Regions from separate parts of the Cricetulus griseus genome. Here region 1 is linked to region 2. Evidence: chromatin contacts called from public Hi-C data. All regions are on one chromosome and are shown on one strand. Each heading gives the region's core, a stretch centred on a gene start, on an enhancer-like site or on the middle of the called end of the contact. The rest is flanking DNA. Distances are from core to core; before and after follow the strand shown.

What was found. A called contact is a pair of places that touch in the nucleus more often than the background predicts.
Region 1: a contact with region 2 is called in a Hi-C map of liver, with 2.7 times the contacts expected there. The contact joins two enhancer-like sites. A contact is called at or near these places in 2 of 8 Hi-C or Micro-C datasets (the CHK-Q cell line and liver).

Annotation. Positions count from the first base shown.
Region 1 is chr10:8,402,222-8,406,041 of CriGri-PICRH-1.0, reverse strand. It overlaps Sybu (syntabulin), which reads right to left. Exons shown (of 10, transcript XM_027431435.2): 8 at 2,400-2,603; 9 at 461-610. Among named protein-coding and RNA genes, the nearest start is that of Ebag9, 36 kb to the left of the region's middle. Within about 2 kb of position 1,696, at least 1 of the 6 cell types and tissues checked has open chromatin away from gene starts, as enhancers often do.
Region 2 is chr10:8,335,152-8,339,398 of CriGri-PICRH-1.0, reverse strand. It overlaps Sybu (syntabulin), which reads right to left. Exons shown (of 10, transcript XM_027431435.2): 4 at 2,131-2,217; 5 at 1-205. Among named protein-coding and RNA genes, the nearest start is that of Sybu, 41 kb to the right of the region's middle. Within about 2 kb of position 2,283, at least 4 of the 6 cell types and tissues checked have open chromatin away from gene starts, as enhancers often do.

The DNA.
Region 1 (3,820 bases), core at 447-2,946, 67 kb before region 2:
TGGCTGGTTTTGTTTTTGTGTGCCCCCCCCCCCAGCCTTAACAACAGTCCAAGAATAACGACGTATTTCCTTCAGCATGGAAAGAGCTGGCAGGAGTTACAGAGCACACAGCTATAGCTCTCTCCAGAGACTATCGGGGCTTGATGGGCCCACTGGGACCCGCTCTACTGGAAGCAGGAGATTGTTCCTGCAAGTGTTCCTGCCGTTTAAAAATAGTCATGTACACACCCAATTCTTCATGCCAAAGCAAGCACACCCAGTAGCCAAGGTCCCCTCTAACCTGTTAGCTCCTGTGAGCTTCTGCAACAACCAGGGCACAATGATCAAATGTGTCTGGCTGAAGACTGTGAACTTAATAGAACTGTTTTCTTTTTCATCCTCCTGGGTAGCCTTGCTTCCTAGTTGACTTTCTGGGAAGAAGGGACTGCTAAGCCTCGGGGTGTAGAAAACCCACATTTACCTCTCATGAAGTCGGCGCTCAGACTCCTTCAGCTTGGTCCTCAGGTGCCTCACGGTGACCTCCTTCTGCTGCAGAGGGGTCAAATACTGTTCCGGATTGGGGGGTTTGACACCGTGATTCTCTCCACAAGACATATACCTTCCAGACCGCCTGAAATAATCCGAGGAATAAGGCGTTACTCTTTGCCCTGTTTTCTTATACTGCATGTCTGTGCACACCCCCCTCAAATTGGGAGGTAATCAAGACATAATGAGCACAGAGCCTCTGTGATGGGATTAATCCCCTCAGCAAGGGTCCTAACTACCGGGAAGATGCAGGACATGCAGAGTAAATGTGATGAGAGTAAATAGGATCTGAGTGCATTATACACATGTATAAAAGTCACAATGAAAACCTTATTTCATACCATTAAAATATGCCAAAGCAAACTCTCTACACCACGTTCTTTGTGAGGGTTCAATAAAGAGGAGTATTTATCCCTAGTGCGCCTCGAATGGGCTTTGGGAGCCCATTCCCCATGGAGAGATACTCTCAGCCTAGATACATGGGGGAGGGTGTAGGTCCTGCTCCAAATGATGTGACAGACTTCTATGATCCCCATGGGAGGCCTTATTTAAATTAAAAACAGAGTCTGCAACACATAAGTAAGCTTGGGCATGTGGTGCCATTCCAGACTCAATCCCCCGGACTGAACAAACGCCTCATTTGTGCTGGTCTGAGGGCACCCGCTCTATGGCTCTCTGGACATGCGGCTGACAGCTGGAGCAGAGTGTCAGCAGTGTGCTGGGGTCCTAAGTCTCAGAACAGATAACTGTCAGAAGGTGGACTGTTGGTCACTCGTGAGACTGGGGTGTATGTGTGTTTGTGGGCACTCTAGGGCTTAGGAATAATGTCCTATGAAACAGTGCACGCTTGCCTGTGGGCCTCGGCTGTCACTCCAGATTAACAGTTGTAACCTTAAACAACACGGGGGGACCAGGAGGGAAGGCAGAGACAAGGTGACCTAACTTCCCTCACAATTGGCCCCTGCCTGAAGATCTTGCTTATAATTCCTTGAATTCAGATTGTCCTGAGGTCGGTGGCAGTGTAAGCTTACGGATCTGGTGGGGATGGAAAGTTCCCTGTTTGGAGGGAACAAGGCCACCTCACTCTTCCCAGTGTGTTTTACGGAGAAGCACTCTGTGTTCTGCAAACACAGCCCAGCTGGAATCTTGGCCCTTGTCAGGCCTGGCCCAGCCTGGGCATCCAGGCCATAAGAGAGCTGACTAATGAGAGCAGGGATTGCCGGGGAGGAATAGGGGCCGTGGAAGGCTGCCAGGCTCTCCTCCAACTCTGGGCTCAGTTCAGGCTCCCATGCCGCTCGCCCCCTGTGCCTACTCTCTGCTCAATATGGCCACGGTCAGTTCCCAGCCCTCCAAGCCCTCCTCCTCCCCACCTGTTTCACCGACTGTTAATGCCCCACTCACCTTTTAGATGCCAACTTTTATTTTGTTAGTGTGGCCACTCTTACATATTCACGTAGCAACAGACAGTTGGTGAATAATCTAAATTGGCTTTTATATTAGCCTCCTCCTCCTTTGGGCATTGAGCCCATTTGTGTTCACCCCTCTATTCCCAGTGTTCAAGACAGACCCTGCTACCCTAGGCATTGAACCCAAGCACAAATCCTCCCCATGCCCGTGAAATTTGAACAATTCCCTGCCACTGTGCCATTCCCTGTTCCCTGTCCACCAGCGAATTAGATTGCCCAGTGTTGTTTCAGCTGATGGTTTGTGTTCTTTCTGCATCGACCTTTAAAGGATTAGCTAACTGTGAGAAGAGAAGTGTCTTCTTACAGGTTAAAGCAGGGAAGCAAAAGTTACACAAATCTTCCCATCTCAAGGAAAGCCCCAAACTGGACAAAATAAGAGGCGTGCTTTCAGAGGCAAATGGGACTCACCTCATTACTGGACTACAGTCACTTCCTTTGTAGGAGCCGGAGTTGCTGCTACTTGGAGAAGAAGGGGCGTAGCTGGAGTGGATGCTATTGGGACTCAATGGATTCCTGCACAGAATAGACACAAGGTCCTTTTCCCTTGGGGACGGTGGGCTGCTGCCAGCCTTGTGGGATGATGCTCCATTGCTCCGCCCATGGGGACCTCGGCTGAAAGAAGATCATTACAGAGCCAATCAGAGTCCTTGTGGCTGGAGATGCTAAGGTCTACCGGTGCTCCTTCCTAAGGCCGCTTGCTGCTAAGGAAATCTGATGCCTAGAGTTGACTGGGACACCGTGTGGTCACTTAGTGGTCCTCATGAGCAACTTTTTTTCCCCCACCCACTTAATATTTGATCACCTTTTATCACGAGCACAAGGAACCCCCCCCCCTCTACTGTTATTTTAAGCAGTTTCTATTTGGTGTTGCACGCTCCTGTAGGAGGCTAATGCCTTTCTAGTGAGGACTTGGAACAGTATCGCCCTCCTCCAAGACATTCCCACTGGTACCCAGAGTAAGGGCTAGACTCCTTAAAGTGACTCACGGGTCCAATGCATCACTTGTTCCAGCCTCTCCTACCATTCCTAAATACCCCAATACGCCAAATGCTTTAGCTTCCTGAAGGATCTGTGCTTGTGTTCATCTATTTTTATGAACCTATAATTTTTGCTGTCTAGCATGATTGCTGAATGAATTTACTGGTCCTGGCACTGCCATTTACTTAATATTTAGGAAAGCCACTTTTTGCACACACACATAAACCTACACACACATACCCCACAAAGATGTCTCATCTTCCTTGTAGAGTTGCTTCGAAAATCTAGCCTGGTGTGGCACACCCTTTTAACACCAGGACTTGGGACATAGAGGTAGAAAGGACAGGAGTTCAAGGTTATCTTTGACTATATAACAAGTTGGAGGCCAATCTGCATTGCATGAGGCCTGTCTTTACAAAAGGCAAGTTGAAAAGGTCTGAGAGTGCATCCCAGAAGTTCCCTGCACCTCAGCTCTGGGCTGGTATTACAGGATCAGCGTGTTTAGTTTTTTCCTGTTCATCTAGTTCCAGAGATTTGATAGCCAGTAGGGTTTGGAAAGCATCCAGGGAATGCTGAAATGACTTAAAACAGGATAACATGTTCTGTCAGGAGTATCGCTTGGTGTTACAGGAAAATTCAGAGGAAGAACGTTCTTTTCATACAACAATAACTGTTTTGTGGGGAACCTCCTCAATCTGTGGCTTTAAGTCTGGTCCTGTCCCCTCATGCGTTCCAGGGAGCAATGTGTGTAAAAGTGAGTGGTAGTGTGAACGTGGGCTCGGTGCCTGCCATCACTTAATTTCAATTCAGATGCAAACCCAACTCGCTGTCAACCAAGTACATTGCACATG
Region 2 (4,247 bases), core at 1,034-3,533:
AGAAGCTGTTACTGCTGACAGTCCTTGCTGAGCGCCCTGAGCTGCTGGGGTTGAACTCTCGGCTTTCCTCCTCTGAAAAGGGTGACTCGGAGGCTGGGGAAACCTTGCTCTGCGGCTGCTGCTGAAGCAGATTGGGCCGAAGAATCAAGCGTGGGATCCGGCTCCTGGAAACCTCCTTCTCCTGGTGCTGCACCCTCTGCTCCTTCTCCAGATTGGAGAGCCAAAAGAAAACAATCATTTTTCTCCCTGCTCCCGCAAGGCTCCGTTTCTGAGAGGTCAGATTTCTAAACACCCAACCCTCCCAGGACAGTCAAGCTGTCTGTACCCCAGTTGCTGAACTGCTGAGCTCCCCAACTCTTGTCCTTTGATCCTATAAATAGCACAAGTGCAAGTCTACAAGACACACACACACACACACACACACACACACACAGAGAGAGAGAGAGACTGCCCATCAGCCTAACTGCTACCTCACACGTCTAAGCCATAGTAACTGTCTTACCCTCTCATCCTGTCTTTTCTCTATCACATTTGAGCCTGAGGATCTCAAGGGTTATTTGTCACAGTGCACCCCAGCTTTTTTGTGTTTTCCTTAAATTCTTGTGTTATTCCCAAATTAGCTGACAATTTCACTTTTTTTTTTGTCTCCTCACAAACTAGATAATGGATCATATACACTTATCTTTTGACTCCCTCCTCTTCCGGGCAGGGTCTTAATTATTCATTAATATCCTGGCACACAAGGCTTGCTGCCAACAGAAAAGCAAACACATCCAATACCCAGGAAAATGGCTCCACCTTCTACATCATATCTAGCTTTTGTTTTTTTCCAAAAGGACAACCACGAGAAGAAAATCTTCTCTATTGAAAGAAAAAATGCATTTCTAAAACCTTGCCATGCTTTGGTTTAAAAAAAATGAGTAAGAAGTATATTTTGACAATGTTTTCACTTTAAAAGTCCCATTTCTTAATAGCCAAGATGGCTCATTAGGTAAAGGCACTTAGCCAAGGCAGCCCACCTGAGTCTGATTGCTGGGACCCACCTGGTAGGAGAAAAGGACTTGTGCAAGTTTTTTTTTTTTTCTTTTTTCTGACTTCCACATGCTCTGTGGAACCCACAACTGCCTCTCCACACCAATAAATACAAGTAATTAAAAGGAAGTTCTGTCTTCACCATTAGCTCCTTTAATAGATATTTATACCCCAATCTTCAACACAGACACTTATTCAAGTTCATCTGAACAGATAGGGAAACTGAGGCTGAAAGAGAAGAAGGATATATATATATATTCTAGAAGACAAAACTTCAGACCAGTGCTTTCAGGGTCACCAGTACTACTCCCTCTTGTTAAACTGGATTCCCTGGGAAGAGCTTTTTTTTTTTTTTTTTTTTTTTTTTTTTTTTTTTTTTTTCTTTTCTGAAAAATTCCACAGCTTTTTCCAACCTCTGTAACTGAAAGAGGTCTTTGGCTTGAGTAGCAAACGCCACTTCCCAACATGACCTCCTGCTTGTTTCCCAAGCTTACCAGGAGGGGTCAAGGCCAAATCGCACACCTCTGAGAGGTTCCCCCCAGGGAAAAACCCCTGCAGCCCGGAACCTGGCTCAGGCATCCATGCCGTCCTGCAAGCCACACCCAGACTCCGGATGCGTCCAGCCCATCAGTCACCCAGCAGGTATCCCACGCCAGCCACTCTGCTTGGCACACTGCAGATTCTTGAGCTGGGTCACTGTCACGCTGCAGTCCTTATTTCTCAGTCACGAGTACACCCAATTCCTTTTGCATAACACACACACACACACACACACACACACACACACACACACACACACACACACAGAGGCAAACACATGACACCAACTAAAAGCTTCACCCCAAGTCACAGCTCCGGGAGCCCGGATTAACCCTCTAAAGTCAATCTTTTAAATCCTCATAGTAATCCCCCATCTGCCGCACCCCATCACCATCCGATGACCCCCCCCGGCTGCCCCTGCAGTCCCCAGAACCTAGTCGCCCTCATCTCTTGGACTCTCAACACCAGGGTCCGTGTCTCACCTGGCTCTCTACTAGGTAGGCTGTGCCGAAGCACCCTGGGACCCTGTCACCATGCTCGCACCCAGGGTCCCCTTACCTTGCTCTCTCGGAGGGGCCCCATGTCGCCGCTGCCTGCTGGCACCCCGCGCCGCCGCCGCCGCCGCCGCCTTCCAGGAGGAGGCACCTGTGAGCACCGAGCAGAGGACGAGACTGTGCTGAGCCCGGGGCTGCGTGCGGTGGCAGCAGCGGGTCCGCCGCGTCCCCGCCAGCGGTGGCGCTCGCACGGCTCCCAGGGCTCGCCCGCCGCCCCGCCCACCCCCCCGCAGGACACGTGGTGCCGCCGCTCGGGAGGCGTCTCCCGGTCACAGCCTTCACCTGCAGCCCGGAGCAGCTGCCCGGCATCTCCGATCGCCGCACCCACCGGGTCGCCAGCCACGTCCCGTGCCCCGCGCCCCGCGCCCCGCGCCCCGCCCCTTCCAAGCCCAGCCCGACCCACTGCGGGCAGGCTGAGGCTTATTCGCGGCATCCCCAGCCCAGATGTGACCCCCATCCTCTTTGGCACCTGATCCGGGATGGGCAGGGGTTGCCAGTGGGATGGAGGAGGTGAGAAAAGCTGCGACATCAGATGGCCAAGATGGAGAAAGAGGGAAAGTCACCCTCCCCACACGCTGTCCCTCCGTGACCTCTAGGTCTTAAGTCAACGTAGGATTCTCTACCGGGGCCTCGCCCGAGGGAGACGGGGCGGGTCCCCTGGTCCCAAAACCCAGGCAAGCCAATGCTGCAGGATTGACACAGCATCTGGCTTGCAGGACTTTCTTCCAAGGCTGCGGTTCTCCTTGGAGGCACTTGCGTCAGAAGGGCTTAAGGTGGCAGCGAAACACAACCAACAGCAGGAAGCAGGAGCCCAGCGTCCCCACACACAGGCTTTTAACCGAGCACAGGGCCCCATCTCCAGCTCTGCAACTGCTCCCGGGCTACGCCATGAAGGCCCGGATATGTATGGGCTGTAGAGGGGACAGGACACCTGTACTCAGGGAACCAAGGTGAAGCCAGCACACCAAACACAGACCCTCGAAGCAGAGACCCTTCTCCAAGTTCGTCTTGGTTGACACGAGGGATAATAATGACCACGAGAAGGCAGCTGGGAGGGGTAGAGAAGGAAAACAAAACAGCTGTATCCAACTGACAAAGCAAACCCTTTTAAAGGACCTCTAGACCAGGTCCAGGTGATCCAATATCTGCCCGAGTCTTTTATGTGACAGGCAGAAAAAAAATAAAAAAGAAGCATTTGTGGTGCAGCCAAGTATGTTTAAGAAGCTCAAGGATTCTCCGAGAGCAGAAGAGTTGATAGCCTTGCTATGCTCAGGTCATACCTGGCGGCAGACTTCAGCTTGAAAAAATGACTTACACGCCCTTTACTCAACGTAGAGAATATTCCAGGTATCAACGTGCATGGTGAACGGTCTCCACACCCCAGGGTCCTGTGTGTAAGGGGTGTGACTGTTGGTAACGAAGTTCAACTTCCACCATCTTGTTTACATTCCTCCGACTACCAACTCTGAAACCCAGGAATGCACTTAGGTCGCAGAGACCCCAAGTTGGAGGATTAGTGGAATCAATTTCTTGGCTTCTTAAGACCCCAAGAGACTGCATTTTACAAATCCTTATCCCCTCTCGATCTACTTAACAGAGACATAATCTGGGATTCTCTGGGGGAGAAGAGGTGATTAATTCATCCTTTCTCTACCCGTAAGTGCCTTAACCAGGGACCTCACCAAGCCCAAGAGGATTCATACCATTTATTATATCTAGAATTACATGCCCGGGTTTGTCAATGGTGAGACAGAAATGAACTCTGGACGTCAAGAGTTGCTTCTGTACTCCCTACCGAGAACTGCAGATTGGTTGCAAGGACCTAACGCAGACACTGTCCACAGAGTTGTTCAAATCGGGATCTCAGAGGCAGTTCTGATATCCTCAAACCCTTCCTTTGCTTCCTCCTCTTCTACTGTGACCAGCATCACTATTGACAGTGACAGAAACTCACTTCTGCCTATCCTGGTAACAGGACTTGACTCTGACCCTGCTTGTCCACCATTCATCCTCATTATCTTTCTTCATTTGGGGTCTTAACTGCTCCAAGTTATTTCCATAGAGGGCCAACTGAAGTTGCTCTGCTCACGTCCATAGTCTTTTCTAACCAATTAGTTATTT